2 separate regions of the Danio rerio genome follow, and region 2 is linked to region 1. Evidence: chromatin contacts called from public Micro-C data. All regions are on one chromosome and are shown on one strand. The core of a region is the stretch at or near the end of the contact, and the rest is flanking DNA. Distances in the headings are between cores, read along the strand shown.

What was found. Hi-C and Micro-C count contacts between places; a contact is called where the count stands out from the background.
Region 2: a Micro-C map of caudal fin shows a contact between it and region 1, with 2.8 times the contacts expected there. The contact joins the promoter of atg4b here to the promoter of hdlbpa in region 1. A contact is called at or near these places in 3 of 18 Hi-C or Micro-C datasets (caudal fin, hematopoietic stem cells and an unstated tissue).

What each region holds. Positions count from the first base shown.
Region 1 is chr6:29,390,785-29,394,001 of GRCz12tu, reverse strand. hdlbpa (high density lipoprotein binding protein a) reads left to right here and starts at 1,770. Exons shown (of 28, transcript NM_201474.1): 1 at 1,770-1,831; 2 at 2,990-3,061.
Region 2 is chr6:29,585,792-29,589,008 of GRCz12tu, reverse strand. atg4b (autophagy related 4B, cysteine peptidase) reads right to left here and starts at 1,442. Exons shown (of 13, transcript NM_001089352.1): 1 at 1,419-1,442; 2 at 60-161. The coding sequence starts at 1,428.

The sequences.
Region 1 (3,217 bases), core at 521-3,020:
CCCTTGGTGAAATGGGAGATTTGCATCCTGGATTTGCAGCCCACAAATCTGCATCAACTGTGTGATGCTATCATGTCGATATGGACCAATTTTCCAGCACCTTGTTGAATCTATGCTATGAAGGGTTAAGGGAGTTCTGAAAGAAAAAATGGGTCTAACCTGTAATTAGTAAGGTGTATGTAATAAAGTGTACATGTTAGTCCATTTTGATCTGAGTGTTTGTGAGATATTTTTCAAAAGATATTACTATAAAATTGCAATTTCTTTCTGTTGTGATTTCTATTGGTTTATGTTGTGCGCTCCTGCGTTTGTCCACACACATGGCTAACCGCAACTCACTGCAGCTCTGCACAAGATGTTTGGCTAGAAAAACTGAAATGGTCGTGCCCAACTGAGTCTGGCTTCTCTCAAGTTTTTTTTTTTCACTTTTGCCAATTGGTGAAGTTTTTTTTCTTTCTCCGCTGTCGCCGCTAACTTGCATGGTTTGGGTTCAGTAGAGCTACACATCGATGGATTTGCTCTTCAGTGTTTAGGCCCTCTATAGTGATTATAAAACCACACTGAACTGAGCTAAACTGAACTTAAACACTAAATACTGAACTACGCTGTTCCAATTTACTATGATCTCATATGTGAAGCTGCTTTGACACAATCTACATTGTAAAAGCACTATATAAATAAAGGTGAATTGGATTTAAATAATGTTCCTATAGGCTCTAGCTCCAAATGAGCCTTCAAATTGACTTGGTAGAAAAAGGGTATGATTTTATTTGACTGAAAGAAGAAAAGTCATATACACAGAGATACCTATAGAGGGTGACTACTCACACTATGCTATCCAAACTGTGCACAAGTGCTTTTCCAGGTTCGTTTGACAAGTGTGAGCGCTCCAAATCAGGCCCAGGCGCTGTTGGAGAGGTGTGCCACAGCGTGGTTCGGATGGGCTTTGGTGTGGTACACTTGTAGTGTGAGTGCAAAGTGCATCAGTGGCTGAAACTGAAGATGCAACGTTATTTATTAATATTTTTTATTTTCAATGACCCTGAATTGTTTCCTAGAGACGCAAACACCTCACTGCACGTCAGCTGCACCTTCAGCAAACCTCCTAATACCTAGCTGCAGCATGATGACTTTCAAGAACATTTACGAGTGTCAGAAGTAGTGGATCTGTTCAGCAAAACATTTAACTGCGTGTCACTGCATACAAAATGACTAAATATAATAAAAAACGACATAACTAAAAGCATTTAAGAAAACTGTACCTAGAGTATGTCGTAATTCATGAGCTAATTTTCATTTTTGATGAACTAACCTGAACCATTGGCTGATTCATAACACACAAAATACAATCTTTATTAACCATATACAGCTGATGATGTAACATGCAGAATCTGAATCTTTGGTGAACAGATTCAAAAGATTAGAGTAAAATGGGCGAAAAGTCAACCCCCCACTAGTTTGTTTCATTTACCCTACAATGTGTTGTAACGTAGTACATGTGATTTTTTTTATTTTATTAAAGGTCAGTATGGGTTGTCTTGACAAAAAAATCTATTTTTTTTGACGAATGAATTACTGACTGATTCATAATACACTAACTTATCGCTACCTACTGCTGATGTAACCTGTAGAAACAATGAATCAAAATCCCAACCACTACATTTCTGATCCTGAGAGCAATGCATGATCTGTACTGGGAATATGACGTGAGGGAATGTGATTGGAGGAGGCTTGAGCTATATATCTCAAAGGCTGCTGCTCCTCCCTTTCGCCAGTGGAGTTTCACTACAAGCTTCTGCACCATACAGGGCAGACGGGAACACAAACACAAGTAAGTCACGCTTCATTTCGCAAATCAGCCTGCATTATATGTTTGCAAGTCTCTATTCTTGACTTCTGATTTACGCACGTCGACCTGAATGATCTGTCGTGAAAAATGTGGTCTGGCTCGCCTCCATGTCAATTTCTCCTCACTGTTTCACCCTTTGCTCTAGTCTAATGCCTACGTGGACTTGGTGTGGACAGTCTCTGATGCTGATCTTTTGTAAACATTCACATTTGGCCATCAGAAAAGAACCTGCTTTTAGTGTACACTTCTCGGGCGTTGTCATTCTCGAAACGTTTTGTTGATAAAGGATAAATAAGAGTAAAGTTTTACCTAATCCAGAGTGTGTTAGCGCTCGCGCTAGCTGGTGTACGTGTCACTATCGCGCACGCGCAGCTCAAAGTTTATTGGAGTTGGTGTCTAGCCAGGACAAGTTTTTCATCTCCGCAAAACCAGAAAACTGACGTATGTTTTTATCGCACACATTGTTAATTCGATTAACTGCACCCTTGATAACCTATCACGTGTTTAATATGTTTTGAATTCGAATTCTTGTGCCTTTAAGTGTTAACAGAGAAACCCGTCTTTCCTAGCCCGTTAGCCGTTAGCATGGCGTGTCATGAGTTGACGTAGCGCGCATGTATACAGATTATTTTACGTACCAGACTCGTTTTTATTCTTAATCGCAAATCATTTATTTGATCTACTATATGCTGACTTTATTCCCGGGTTCCATGTGTGTGTTATTCCGAGAGAAAATGTTAATCCGCCATATTTAAATGTGACATACACCGGAATGGCCACGTTAGCAAAACGCAGGAGGGCCATTTCAACACTTAAAGACATGAGTATTTGTTTAATTGTGCCTATTTTAAAGCATTTATACAGATTTATCGTCTACTGTATACGTTAGATCTTTTTAAGGACGTTTGTGATTTAATATTTGATAAGGTTAACCATGTAACGTTAACTGGCTAAATTGGTATTTGACGTTAGTTCCTATTTCCAACGTGAGTTAATTGCCATTTGCGTGTATTTAAATAAATCACGCACTGTCATAGGACATTCAAGCAACTCTTGCCACGTAACTCTGTCAAACTAAAGTGGTTTTGCATCATCTGTGACAGTGTGTTTTTCTTCTCTTATTTACTGTTTTGTTTTTAGGCAAAAGCTGGCAGGCTGACACGAACGGGCAGCTTTACAGGACGGATTATCTGGTAACTGACCATTTAGCTGGTAAGATTGACCACCGCCTTTGTTTCTTCTAGATTAATTTGCTGACAAGGCCCAATGTTTGCTTAGAACCACAAGATCCTTGTTTGTCTTGTGTTTGTAGCCATGGGTCACAAGTTGTTCGCCTTGGTCATTATGTTCAATTCACATCTTATGAGT
Region 2 (3,217 bases), core at 193-2,692, 200 kb before region 1:
GTTAGGAGCAAAACCCAAACACAACATCACAAAACATTCAATGTTTCACACTTGATAACCTGTTAGAGCGCTGAACTGCTTTCCCAAAATCCAGACAGGATCAGAGGTCTCTGGGAAATCTTCGATCTCTCCAAAGCGCAATGAATCGTATGTGAGAGTAGCTGTTAGGGGGGAAAGCCAATCATCAACTTGTGGCTCAACAAGTAACAAACAAAATCAAGTAAGTAAAAGCAAAGGCGATCTCTAAATCTGAATGAGCCTACTTGTCTACAGTCCCTATTAAATTGATAAAATAGAAGGTGAAGCAACAGAAAATGATTCGTGAATGGAAATAAAGCAACACAACTGAAACTGCATGTCCCATCATGACTGTAAAAACAGATAGCATTTCAACCACACACATTCATACTATATTTAACCCCTTATCCATTCACACTTTTTGAGTTTACACTAAAAATCAAATGTAGTTTGTAAAGATGAGTTCAAATTTTGACTAAAAAAGTACTGAAAAAACAACTTTTTTAGCAGGGTTTACATTGTGAAGCAGTAATTATTAATAATTTCTAAGAAATGTTCGTTTTTAACTATTTAAGAGTTTTCAGACAATTCAATGAACACAAAAATGTTTAAAGAAATAACACAACTAATTAAGCATTTATTTCATTTGGTATCTATAAGTTGGTTTTAAGGGATCATAAAATATGTGAATTGGAAAATAAACAATACTATAAATTAAATAATATTACATTTTTCTACACTTAGCCTTTTTTAGGGTTGATGCTAAAATAATTGTAAAATGTTACCTGCTTTTTTCTCAACAACTTCACAGCCTTTATAGTGCTCCAAGTTAACATGGAGGATATTTTACGTTTCACTTTATAAAATTGAAAACTGCTTTGTTCTTTTTAAAAGGATGTCAAGCACGAAGCGGTTAAAAAGTCACTATTTTACATGTTATTGACAAATATTTTATGAAAGAATGCAGAAATGTGATAACAGAAGATCTGTACAAGCTCCCTGAGGCATTTACCGCTCAACAGACACATACGTGCAGTGGAACACTCCTATCATGTCTAAAATGCTGTCTATGTAGGCAGTTGACTAGACTCTAAAACACAACCCAAACAGCCTAACAGTTTCCACGGGTGGTCGTGCCATTTTGGTGCAATGACACCTAGAAGACAAAACTGTGTCCATCCCTCATCTGACACCAGACTGATCTCTTATACTGTCCAGTTGGCAGCAGTTGGGACATCTATGTACCATATTTAACGGCAAAATTCCAAAACGTAGAGGCCGCTACTCCAAAAACAGGCGCGTACTTTGTTGTGGAAAGAAGAATTTTCCTTTTTAACAGTTTCATGACATCTAGACAAATGAGCGAAATGTAAAGAAATGTTTTCTTGCGGGTTTCTTACCTGCATCCATCCCGACAGTGATTCAGCCTATCTTGTTTGTTGTGTGTCCCTTAAGCCGCACTGGCCAATAGCAACTCGCTTCCGCCTTGATCACGAAGCGTCATTTTAATGATAACCAATTAAAACACCTTTTTGGACTGGACAAGGCGGGGATTGGTGTGTTCCGTCTGAAAAGCGGATGTAAACAACAAGCTAAAGTAGTTAGGCAATCCCATAGTTTTGGAATGCAACATTATAAATCAGCAAAATTGTTGAGTGTTTTCCTATTAGAAGTCTAACGTGTTTTTATAAGGCAAAAACATTAAATGAAATAAAACACTTTCTACTTTAAATTCAGTCTATTTTAAACACTTAGGTCGGTGAAGAGTTTTAATCAGTAACGTGATCACTCAATTTAAATGTGCAAACATTTGTGCAAAAATGACAGATGACTAGAAAACTATATGAGTTGTCTATGGCTTCTGGTGGCAGCTGGAAATGTTTGAATAAAAAAGTGTAGAAAAGCGTTCAAACAAATGTGTAAGTTAGCAAAAACATAAATGAACATAACAAACTTAAATGTAACAAATAAATACGATATTGTAAAGTAATACCAACATGATTAAATTAGAAGTAAAATATCAAAACACATTTGTATAAAACAGATTAAAATGAACAATTTTAAAATGTAAAGAAAACTAACTCGATTTAAACCAATTTTTTTTCACAGTAATGTTCCATAATTTATCTAATGTAACTCATATAAACACTTGTCTTTTTCACACTATAAATGAGGTCTTTACATAAAAAAACTAGATGTCGTTTGCATTTTGTGGGTCTCTCCGGATGAGAGTATCCCATCTACATTTTGTCTCAGTCGTATGATTAGACAGTATTAAACAGAAAAGAAAGCAAATTCACCGTTTAATGTTGTTGATTTGGTACAGTAGGGCCTACCAAGTCATAATCTTGTTAAATAGGAGAATGAGGTTGGAAGGTTCAACAGCTTTATTGAAAGGTCTAATACATTAATTTTAAGATTTAGTAGCCATTTCTGTAAGTTAAGAACAATATAAACTTTATAATTGTTTCCCATTTACTTGTGTCAGCAGCATGTTTCGTAGCCCGTTAAATGATGAATTGTTTTACAGCATATAGGCCTAATTTTAAGGGATCAACCAAAAAATTAAATTCTGTCATTGTTTTCTTGATTCAAAACTTTATGAGTTTCTTTATTCTTTTCAACACAAAAAAGCTATTTTGAAAAATGCTGGAAACCAACCATTGACCTTCATATTTGTTTTTTTTCCTACAATGGAAACCAATGATGGTGTCTGGTTTTCTTCAAAACAGCCTCTTTTGTGTTTAACAGGAGAAAGAAACTCACAAATGTTTGAAATCACTTGATAGAGTAAATGCTGAGTAAATCTCTAGTTAGGCGACAGAAAATACATCTGAAACCACTAGGTGTCGCTGTGTTGCCACAATTGATATGATTGCGTAAGATTTCAGGTTGGAACAAACCTTGTAAAATATTTGCGCTAAGATTAATTTCAGTGAACACGGCTACTAAATATGCTATTTTTTTGGGAGGAAGTAAATATACTAAAATGTTTAACTTTAATTCACAAATGTATTTAAAACTTCCAAAATATACTGTACACACTATAGACTAGTATAGTAATTTAAATACTATAGTGTTTTTTTATCCTACAGTAAAATACTTAAAGAAAAATGCTGTGGTAATTGTATATTTGCTATGTATGGTTTGCTATGTAAACAAATCACAGAATGCTATTGTTTTATTATGCAATGCACAT